2 separate regions of the Mus musculus genome follow, and region 2 is linked to region 1. Evidence: chromatin contacts called from public Hi-C data. All regions are on one chromosome and are shown on one strand. The core of a region is the stretch at or near the end of the contact, and the rest is flanking DNA. Distances in the headings are between cores, read along the strand shown.

Region 1 (4,734 bases), core at 1,914-4,413:
ATCCAGAATTTTCAGCCCTGCCTTAACCACTTGATAACATGTGAAAAGGAACAAAAGGGCTCCTAACACTAGAAAAAGTTCAAGGTCAAACATACCTTGTAAAGCTATTTCCCACTTTACTTCTGATAGACTGTCTTGAATTTCGTTAGAAAGTTCAAGACCAGACTTACCTTGTAAAGCTATACTTACGGGTACCCTGTTCCCCAGCTGAAGAGTTCTGAATTCACGCAGTTGAATCCTTCTCAACAGTCTGTTTTACGGGAACCTTTATGACCGTGATCCGCAGTTCTGGTTCCGGAATGAGGAATCTTCCTTGCGCCGGTGATGGTTAACTCCCGTCCCGAGTTTTTCTTCCCGGGTTTCCGGCACCAACTCTTACACGCGTTCACGCGACCGGCCAGGAAAGACGCAACAAACCAGAATCTTCTGCGGCAAAACTTTATTGCTTACATCTTCAGGAGCAAGAGTGCAAGCCCCAAACCCTTGCTTACATCTTTAGGAGCCAGAGCGCCAGAGCGCCAGAGCGCAGAGCAAGAGCTCTATTGTTTACATCTTTAGGAGCAAGAGAGCAAGCCCCAAGACCCAAGCCCCAAACCCAAAAACGAAAGCGAAACCCCTTCCCTCTTAAGGAGAGTTATCCTTCGCCTAGGACGTATCACTCCCTGATTGGCTGCAGCCCATGGCCGAGTTGTTGCCACGGGGAAGGCAGAGTACATGGGGTGGAGAAATACCCTTGGCACATGCGCAGATTATTTGTTTACCACTTAGAACACAGCTGTCAGTGCCATCTTGTGACGGCGAATGTGGGGGCGGCTTCCCACAGAGACTGTTAGAATGCTGCATGTCACTTTCTATATTATTTCCTGAGACAAAACTTCTCACTGAAACTGGAGATAGTTTGGTGTCCTGCCGTCTTGTAGAGGATTCTCATTCCTTGTTTGGCTGGTAGCCTTTTCTTCCATCTTCAAAGCACACCCAGCCCATCCTCTGCTCCCATCGCAGTGTTTGTGTGTCCTTTTGTTGCCTGACTTCAACGCTGACTTTCCTGCCTCCTTCTTATAAGGACCCAGATGATAGTGAGTCCACCAACAATCTGGATCGGTGCTCTCGTCTCAGGATCCTTTTATTGGAGGGGCGGGAGGAGAGTGTCTGTAGGAGTGTGTGTGCATGTTCCTGTGGGGGTGTTGCATATCTGCATGCGTGTGGACACCAGAGGTCAGCCTCGATGCTATTATTCAGGAGCTGACCTCCTTGTTTTGGAGTCAGAGTCTCTCATTGAACCTGAAGCTAAGGATTCAGCTATGCTGGCTGGCCAGTGAGCCCCAGAGATTCAAACATCTTAGTCTCCCCAGTGCTGAGATTCCAAGCTTGTGACACCCCACTCAGCTTTTTCCACGGGTGCTGGGCATCAGAGTGGGGTCTTCATGCTTACACAGCAGACATTTGATTGACTGGGCCTTCTCTTCAGCCCTTGTCTCGGGATCCTTAAGTTAATTCCACCTGCCATGGAAGTTTTGTCTCTCGAGTGGCATAGTCACAGGGATGAGGGCACGAACATGACTGGGATCTGCGGTCTTATTCAGCTGACACTGTACTAAATACCAAGGAAGATGGAGTTGGTTCCGATCAGTGTGCGGCTTTATTGGGAATCACTTTTCCCTGGAGACATGCAAGACTCATGGTGGAGTTGCAAGTGGGTGTTTTACATCCTGGTTGCTGAATGCTCAACCCAGAGACTGAAGAGCAAGAAAGGGCTGGGAGAGGCCCTGAGGTCTCCTGTCCCACACTGGGTCCCAGCTGTGCTGGCTGTACACCATGGAAATACTTTCCCTTCTCCTCAGCTGCTAAGATTGCACCTGCTGTGTGGATTAAGCCATGGCTAGATTTCTCTGGACTTGGGAGCTTTGAAAGTCTTTCTTAAAATAGATGCTTCCAGAAGAGTAAAATGGAAAAGAAGTGGCTGCCTGCTAATACTTTATAATGGACTTTAGACAGAAGCTATTGTCTGAAGAGACACCACCACGATGACATTATCAGGGGGACATTATTTCCTGTCCCTCTGTTTGACCTTGTCCCACCCGACGTGGGTGGCTTCCACCTGAGACCTTAAACACTTCTGAGTTTTCACCTCTCAGAACCTCAGAGGAATCCCCTGTTGTCACAGCCAATCTGGCTTTGCAGTAACAGTTTATGTCATGGTGACCACAGTCACTTTTCCCAGACACGATGACCTGTGGCCATCAAACATGCCCAGGAGCTCCAGCACGGAGATGTGCAGGAACCCTGTGCCAGGTCCCTCCTGAATGTTCACACATTCCTTCTACCTCTGCCAAATGACCCTTCACCCTTTCTGCCTCCCTGAAACCGCAGTCCCCACCTACTCCCTGGTCTTAATTCCTTGTCCCAACCAGCCAAGCTCCACTGCTCTCCTTACACCAGTCTGGCTTCACTATACTCTGAGCCCTTTTTGCCTGGAGTGAACCTCCAGACCCCCACCAGCTCCTTGAACAGCCACCATCTCTCTAGCTCCCCTCCTCATCCCATGAGTACCCTCCACCCCCAGCCTACCCTCCTAGCCTCACCTGACAAGCATCCTCCAATCATCCTCATCCGGCCCCTCCCCCCAGCCCCCATCCTCGCCATCCTTGCTGCTCACCATCCGCCTATGACCTAGACTCACTTGTTTCTTTCACACTTAAAAGCTCTAACTGGGTCATTCCCTTCACTCTAACACATTCTCCTTGCTTTTGAAAACAATGGCTTGTAGCGAGAAATCTCTTATAAGCAGCACCTGTCAATAAAAACGCCTACAGCTAATGAGCTGAGACAGGACATAGGAGGCGGGACACTGGCGGGAAGAGAGGATTCTGGGAAATAGGAGAGCTATAAAGGAAAGATTTGGGGTAAAAAAAAAACCGCACGAAGGAAGAAGCGGGTGTGGGCTGAAGGAGAGGTAACTAACCAGGTGGAGGACACGGAGTGGTTAGGGTTAAATAAGCTCATGACCTAGGCATATACTAATAAACAGTCAGTCTCAGAGTCGTCCTTCCAGGAGCAGGGACTGGGAAGGAAAAAACTTTTTATTTAGCAGTGGCTGCTTGAGCAACCTCACCAATGTTTCCTAGCAACCTTGTTTACCTCCTCTAGACCACAAGAAGCACATATTCTGCAGCCTGCTTCACTGCACTGGGCACATCCTGCAGGCTTTTCCTAAGGCTCTTTTACCCTATTTGTATGTTTGCTGTTCTCGCGTATTGTCTTCTGTTTATTTCACTGGGTTATTGTCTCCCTCTCCCTGGATCCCTCTCGGGGCCTCAGAAATCCACTGAGGCTCTCTGCCTCTCCTTGCTTGCTATCTAAGCAGGGGACTGGGGGAAGTAGAGATTGGTCCCTGACCACCTGAGGATGGAGGTCCCCATAGTCAGTGCCGCTTGGCTCACCTCTTCTAGGGGTTCTAAGCTGGCCCTGTGTGATAGACCTTGGTGGACGTGAACACAGGAGCCATACTCCAAGGTGTGTCAGGCAGCTTCTCTTGTCCAGGCGCTGCTAATATGGTGACCAGTGAAAGTCACCAAGTCACATGCAGAGCCCAGGGTTTCAGTGCACACACAAGTCATTCCAACACGGCACTTAGACAATGCTTTTTTTCCCTTTTCCACACATGAAGACAAGCCACAAAGGGCCCAAAACCATGATGACCTCGGGAAGGGCAGGTGAGGGAAGAGGACCGGTCCCCAGGAGAACAGCATCCACATCCTCCGAGGACTCTGAGACTTCCTCAACATCTTATTAGATCTGCCTGAGGCCAAGTTGAAAGCTGGGGCCCATCTTCTTATGTCTTTAGCCAGAGTCATTGTGACGGTTTAGACATGGTCTGGACATGGTCACGCTGGTGCTGGAGTCTCAGAGAAATGTGAAGAGATGCCCCAGCTCCTGATGAATTGCCACAGCCATGCTGTGTATTCTCTGGATTAGAAAGCCCCCACCCCACCACCCACCAGTGAGGCTCCTTTTCAAATAATTAGCTTTCCCCTCAAGGGCCTGCACCTGTGTTAACGTATCAGACACACCTCCCAAACCCCCACCTCCTACCGCAGCCATCCCCAGAGCCACCATGCCATGGGAACAGACCAGCATTCCTAAGTCACAACACACAGCTGCAGCATCCTGAAGAAGCACCAGACCCTCCATGAAGGAGGCCGCTGCAGCCCCCAGACATGTGGTGTTTTGCTGTTGTGTCTCTCAAACAAGCTGATGCTGTCGAATCTTTGCCAAAACAACTCTGTGTCCCTCACTAGCCGCCGAGGCTTCTGGAGACGGCGCACCACCACATGACATCCGTAGCGGCTCCCTCCACTTTCCACAGATGATGTTACTATCCCTTTAAACACACACACACACACACACACACATACACACATTAAATTGCTTTCCCAGGAGTTGTTGACTGTTTTCCCCACACATCCAAAAGAATGAACAGGATGCTTTGCCGGGCTGGAGGGAGGTCTGAGAAGAAACGGGAACAGCCTCACGGGACAGAGTGTCTGAGCTAGCAGGGTTGATGAAAGCAAGCATTTGGGAGCTCAAAATTGCTGTTATCTCCTCCCTGTGAATAACAGGGAGAAGGTTATAATACTGGTATATTTCTGCATTTTAACGATAAAGTTGGACCATGTCACTCCTTGAAGAAGGTTCCCAGGAAAACATAGCATTACTCAGCAACACTGCCTTAGA
Region 2 (4,786 bases), core at 1,109-3,608, 170 kb before region 1:
CTAATACTGTGTACAGATATTCCCTGAATGCAGAAGAGTGAGCTCAGACTAGACACATCTATTAAGTTGAGCCAAACACATATTAAAATAGGCTAGTTCTAGCCGGGTGGTGGTGGTGCACACCTTTAATCCCAGCACTTGGGAGGCAGAGGCAGGCGGATTTCTGAGTTCGAGGCCAGCCTAGTCTACAAAGTGAGTTCCAGGACAGCCAAGGCTACACAGAGAAATCCTGTCTTGAAAAAAGAAATAGGATAGTTCTAGGCAAGATCTTTAACAATTTTGGATTAATGAAAGTTGTATGATATCTCATTTTTATTATATTACAGTTTATATTTTTGATTTTTTTATACTGAGTCTTATTTAAAAGCCTTCTTAGCCCCAAAGTAAAAAGATAACTTCTCCTCTCCCTCTTCTTTCTCCTGTCCCTCCTCCCCTTTTTCCTCTCCATCCTCCTCTTCTTTCTCTTCTTCTTTTTTTTTTTCATGAGCTAGAATCTCGATATGAAGTCTAGACTGGTCTCAAACTCAGAGAGATCCTCCTGCTTCAGCCTCCCAAGTGCCAGGATCACATGTATGAGCCACCACACCCAGTAAATAAAGATAACTAAAACCATCATCTAGCTATTCTAAGAGTGAGTGGCTTTTCCTTTCGTGATTGCTTGGCTTCCTAACTACTAGTGAGGCTCTTGCCAGTATTCTTCAGCCTAAGAGCAAGTGTTCTTTCTGGAAAAACTGATGATCATCCTATTTTCTTTGGATATTCTTTCCAACCACCACCATCAAGCTCAGAACAGTAATTAAGCACCACTAAAGGGCTTTGCTTGGTAACTGTGTGAGTCCTCCCCACTGAAATGATGTACATGTGTGCATGTGAATACTCACATGTGTATGTGTGTGCATCTATGTGTATGTATGTGCACATAAGTATCTATATGTGTGTATGTGTGTGTACATATGTACTCACATGCGTATGTGCGTGCACATAAGTATTCATTTGTGTGTGTATGTGCTTGCACATAAGTATCCATATGTGTGTATGTATGTGTATGCACACACATGCTTTATGAGTGACTCTGCTGAGAACATGTGTGAAATTTGGTGGAAAGTGCTCAGCCTGGTCACACTAATGTGTCTTCTATTTTGTGGCGTGGTCACCAAGTCCCTAGGTGACAAGGATAGCTTTCATTATCTTACCAGATGACATGGTCTGTGTCCTACTCTGCCTGGAACTTGACTTCCAGAGGCCATGTTCCTCTCATGAGTCACATGGTGAAGACATCCTGACACTGACAACACACAGCATCACCTCTGGCCTTGGAAAGCTGCTCTAATGTAAAACATCCCTGGGGTTTTCATGTATCCCTGCTTGGCAGGAAGAGGATGCTGCTTCTGTCTGTTCATGGAAAGCAGTAGACAGGATGCCTAGAAATGACATGACTGTATGCCAATAAAAATGTATTTATACATAACACATTTCTGTTCTACACAATTTTCATGGAGGATTGTTATCATCTGTTTTTTCCCCCTCTTTTTCCTTCTTTCTGTTTTTATAACCATGTCACGGTGGTGGAAAAACTAAAGTGGCCGCATCCCTTCACCCAGTGGACTGAACACTTGTTGGCTTTTTTTCTGGGATCTTTTTACAGTATCGGAAATCACAAAGACTCAGCGCCTCCCTCCACAGGGGACTGGTTAAACAGATTTGGCACACGATATGGGGTGACAGATGCCAGTCTTTATAAAGATACGTGTTTAACCCCTCATGTGCTAAAAGGTGTAAGACTTCAAGACACCAGGCTAAATGAAAAAGAGAAAGATGGAGAAACACATTATGCCCAGAGTTGAGAAAAAGAAAGCTCAGATAGATGCCAACCTTCTGATCCATATCAAAATATCTGATAAACGACACAGAAAGTTGACAGTACTAATGTTGTTTTTACGTTTGTTTTGAGAATCTGATCTGGCCAGGCTGTGGTAGAAGAGAGAATTTTAGCTGTGCAAGTTTTAATATGTGTAATCACTTAGTTATATAAGTGTATTTCTTACCTAATTAAAATTTAAATGTAAGAAAACCAGGTGACGTCTCTGACATACATAAAGCCCAAAATTATTCAGAATATGGACTTGACTATACACTACCTTAAAAGGTTGGATTATATCATGTGAGTATACACATACACACAACCTTTAATGTCACAAATTCCAGAATGGTCTAAAATCTCATTAAAATCTGGGACACACTTGATGAACGGATGAAGAAAAATGTGGCCTGTGCTCACAATGGGCCATGGTTCAGCCACAAAGGCTGATAACCTGTCACTGGCGACAAATCCGACTGCACAGGAGGACCTTGGGCTAAGTGAGGCAAACCAGGCACCGAAAGACAAATGGGGCATGATCTCAGTGCATGTGGAATCTGAAAGTTGATGTCATAGGAGAGACTGGGACGATGATCACCAGAGGCTGGGGAGAGGAGAGCAGGAGAGAGCAAGCAGGAAGAGACTGAGCACCAGGCACAGGGTTATACTGAGACAGGAGCAAGGCATGCTGGTACTCTGCTGCAGAGAAGTGGGCAGTGATGCCAAATACATATTACCCCACATCTGTGGGGTAAGCTACGAGAACATCTGGAGAGAGTTGACAGTATTTTAATGATAAGTATCTAAAGAGATCAATATATGACTTGTTCATTGCATAAGGTACTCAGACTGGTTTAAAAATTATGTAATGCACACATGTATCAAAAGAACTCGTAGTACTCCATAAATGTGCACAGTTATAACTTGTTGATTAAGATTTGGGGGTGTACAAGTCACCACCAGGTTGAGAGCCCATGTCACCAGCTACTCAGTTGGAAATGACTGCAAAGCTTGCTACTGTCCAGTGCTGGTAATGGGTTGGGCCTCTCACCAGCAAACTGCATTCAGAAGACAGTTCCATTCCTCAGTCTCCCTTTAAAAATATGTGTGTGCAAGAATATGCACATCCCGGGTGGTCAAGCACTCCCCCTTCCAAGTGTGAGGACCTGAATTTGAGATGCAGAACTAATATTTAGAAACAACTTGTGGTGATGTGTGTGCCTGTAACCTCAGCTCTGCAGGGGCTCCTGGCCAGCCAACCTTGCCAAATACTAAGCTTCAGGATCAGCGGCTAAGGTTGTTTCACAATTAAAGGAGCAGAACAACCAGGACAGATACCCAATGTCAAGCTTAGTCTACACACACACACACACACACACACACACACACACACACACACGCACACGCACATCCATATGCATACACACACCCTTACGAAGATACAGCTGTCAGTGTGGTTGTAGGTTTAACATGGGCTATTTAGAGATGTGGGTGTGACCCATCCAAGAACGTTTTATTCTGACAGCAGAATGTCTCACTTCTTGCTAATTGTCTTGAGATATTGGAAGAAGAGGCTGTGGTAGCTTGATGTGCAGAACTGTATGCCCTCTATAGTCATAACCATTCCCACCCCCAAACACTGTGGTGCCAACCCAGCCTGGACATGGCTTCCCAGTATTGTCTCTCATGGCAGCCATGTGCCACCAATGTCCGAGGGTTGGGGATTGGAACCCAGACCAAGGTCAAAGAAAACAAGAGAAGAGGCCAGAAGAGGGTGGCTAAGTGAACAACTTCACATCGGCCAAGTTCAATGTTCCAAATAATCTTCTCACTGACAATGGTCTTATTTCCATTGGCCACAGGATGCTAATCCCCTCCCAAGCTCAGGCCAGTATTGCTCACTACGGATTTCCTTCCCTAACTTCCAGGGCGAAGACCCTCAGCAAGCAACATGCAAGACTGTGCAGACCCTTGGACTATTGCAGGGTCTGTGTATAGTCTACTCATGTCCTCTATGAGTAGAGTGGGGACATGTTCCCCCTGAGCTAGGACAGTAGTTATCTATAAAACCAGAGTCCCCCAGACTCAAAACCCGACAGCTCTGCCGGGTGACAGGGCACCACAGCAGTGATTCAGATGTCGCTTTTACACAATGACCTCAAATCCATACACATTAGGGAAAGATTATGCCATCTGCTCACCATCTGCTAAGGACAAAACAACTCATCTTTAAAGTTGTCCTAGGAATTGGGTCTGCGGTTCCGCCAAGGATCATGGTGCCTTTTAAAGTTTCTGGTCACCTTAACTCGGAATTACAACAACCAAGCCAAAGGTCATTAGACCAGTACCTTGGTGACAAGACACCAAAGCAAAGTGCTGGAGTGATGGCTCACCAATTAAGAGCACTTGCTGCTCTTCCAGAGGACCTGGGTTTGATTCTCGACATCCACAGGAGGGCCACAGATCTGAAACCCCAGTTCTAGGGATATAACACCTTCTTCTTGCCTCTGTGGGAACCAGGCACATATATGGTGCATTGATATATGCATAGTTGAAATACCCATACACATAAAATAAAAGTAAGTTAATGTAAAAGGACATGAAATCATTTTAGCCCAACACATAGAGATGCACTTACAAGAAAGCCTAGTCTCAAAACTACACCAGGATTCCTGGAGGGGACATACTCTGTCACCCACTGAGCTGTCATCCACTGACGTTGGATGAAGGCCCACACTTGGAGGACAACACATGGAACCATATGGATTTCCATTTTCATTTTAAGGAGTCTGCTAAAGACTCTGGCTACAGGACCAGATGTCCCTTGTGAGAAAAACCCAGGGGTCAGAAGAGTTATAGAGGAGGGAGGGATGGATACACAAGGAGACTGGAGAGATAACAGAGATGCTTCCAGAAATGACTCACTCG

The links. Hi-C and Micro-C count contacts between places; a contact is called where the count stands out from the background.
Region 2: a contact with region 1 is called in a Hi-C map of uterus, with 2.9 times the contacts expected there. The contact joins two enhancer-like sites. A contact is called at or near these places in 14 of 484 Hi-C or Micro-C datasets (B cells, the G1E-ER4 cell line, the HL-1 cell line and 8 more) and 4 of 115 datasets of contacts at active chromatin or transcription factors (astrocytes, bone marrow-derived macrophages, differentiating embryonic stem cells and 1 more).

Annotation. Positions count from the first base shown.
Region 1 is chr13:52,046,535-52,051,268 of GRCm38.p6, reverse strand. No RefSeq gene overlaps it. Among named protein-coding and RNA genes, the nearest start is that of Gm40948, 35 kb to the left of the region's middle. Within about 2 kb of position 3,163, at least 29 of the 459 cell types and tissues checked have an H3K27ac peak or open chromatin away from gene starts, as enhancers often do. A contact at or near this core is called in uterus, where this site is marked.
Region 2 is chr13:52,214,868-52,219,653 of GRCm38.p6, reverse strand. No RefSeq gene overlaps it. Among named protein-coding and RNA genes, the nearest start is that of Gm33041, 5.6 kb to the left of the region's middle. Within about 2 kb of position 2,358, at least 10 of the 459 cell types and tissues checked have an H3K27ac peak or open chromatin away from gene starts, as enhancers often do. A contact at or near this core is called in uterus, where this site is marked.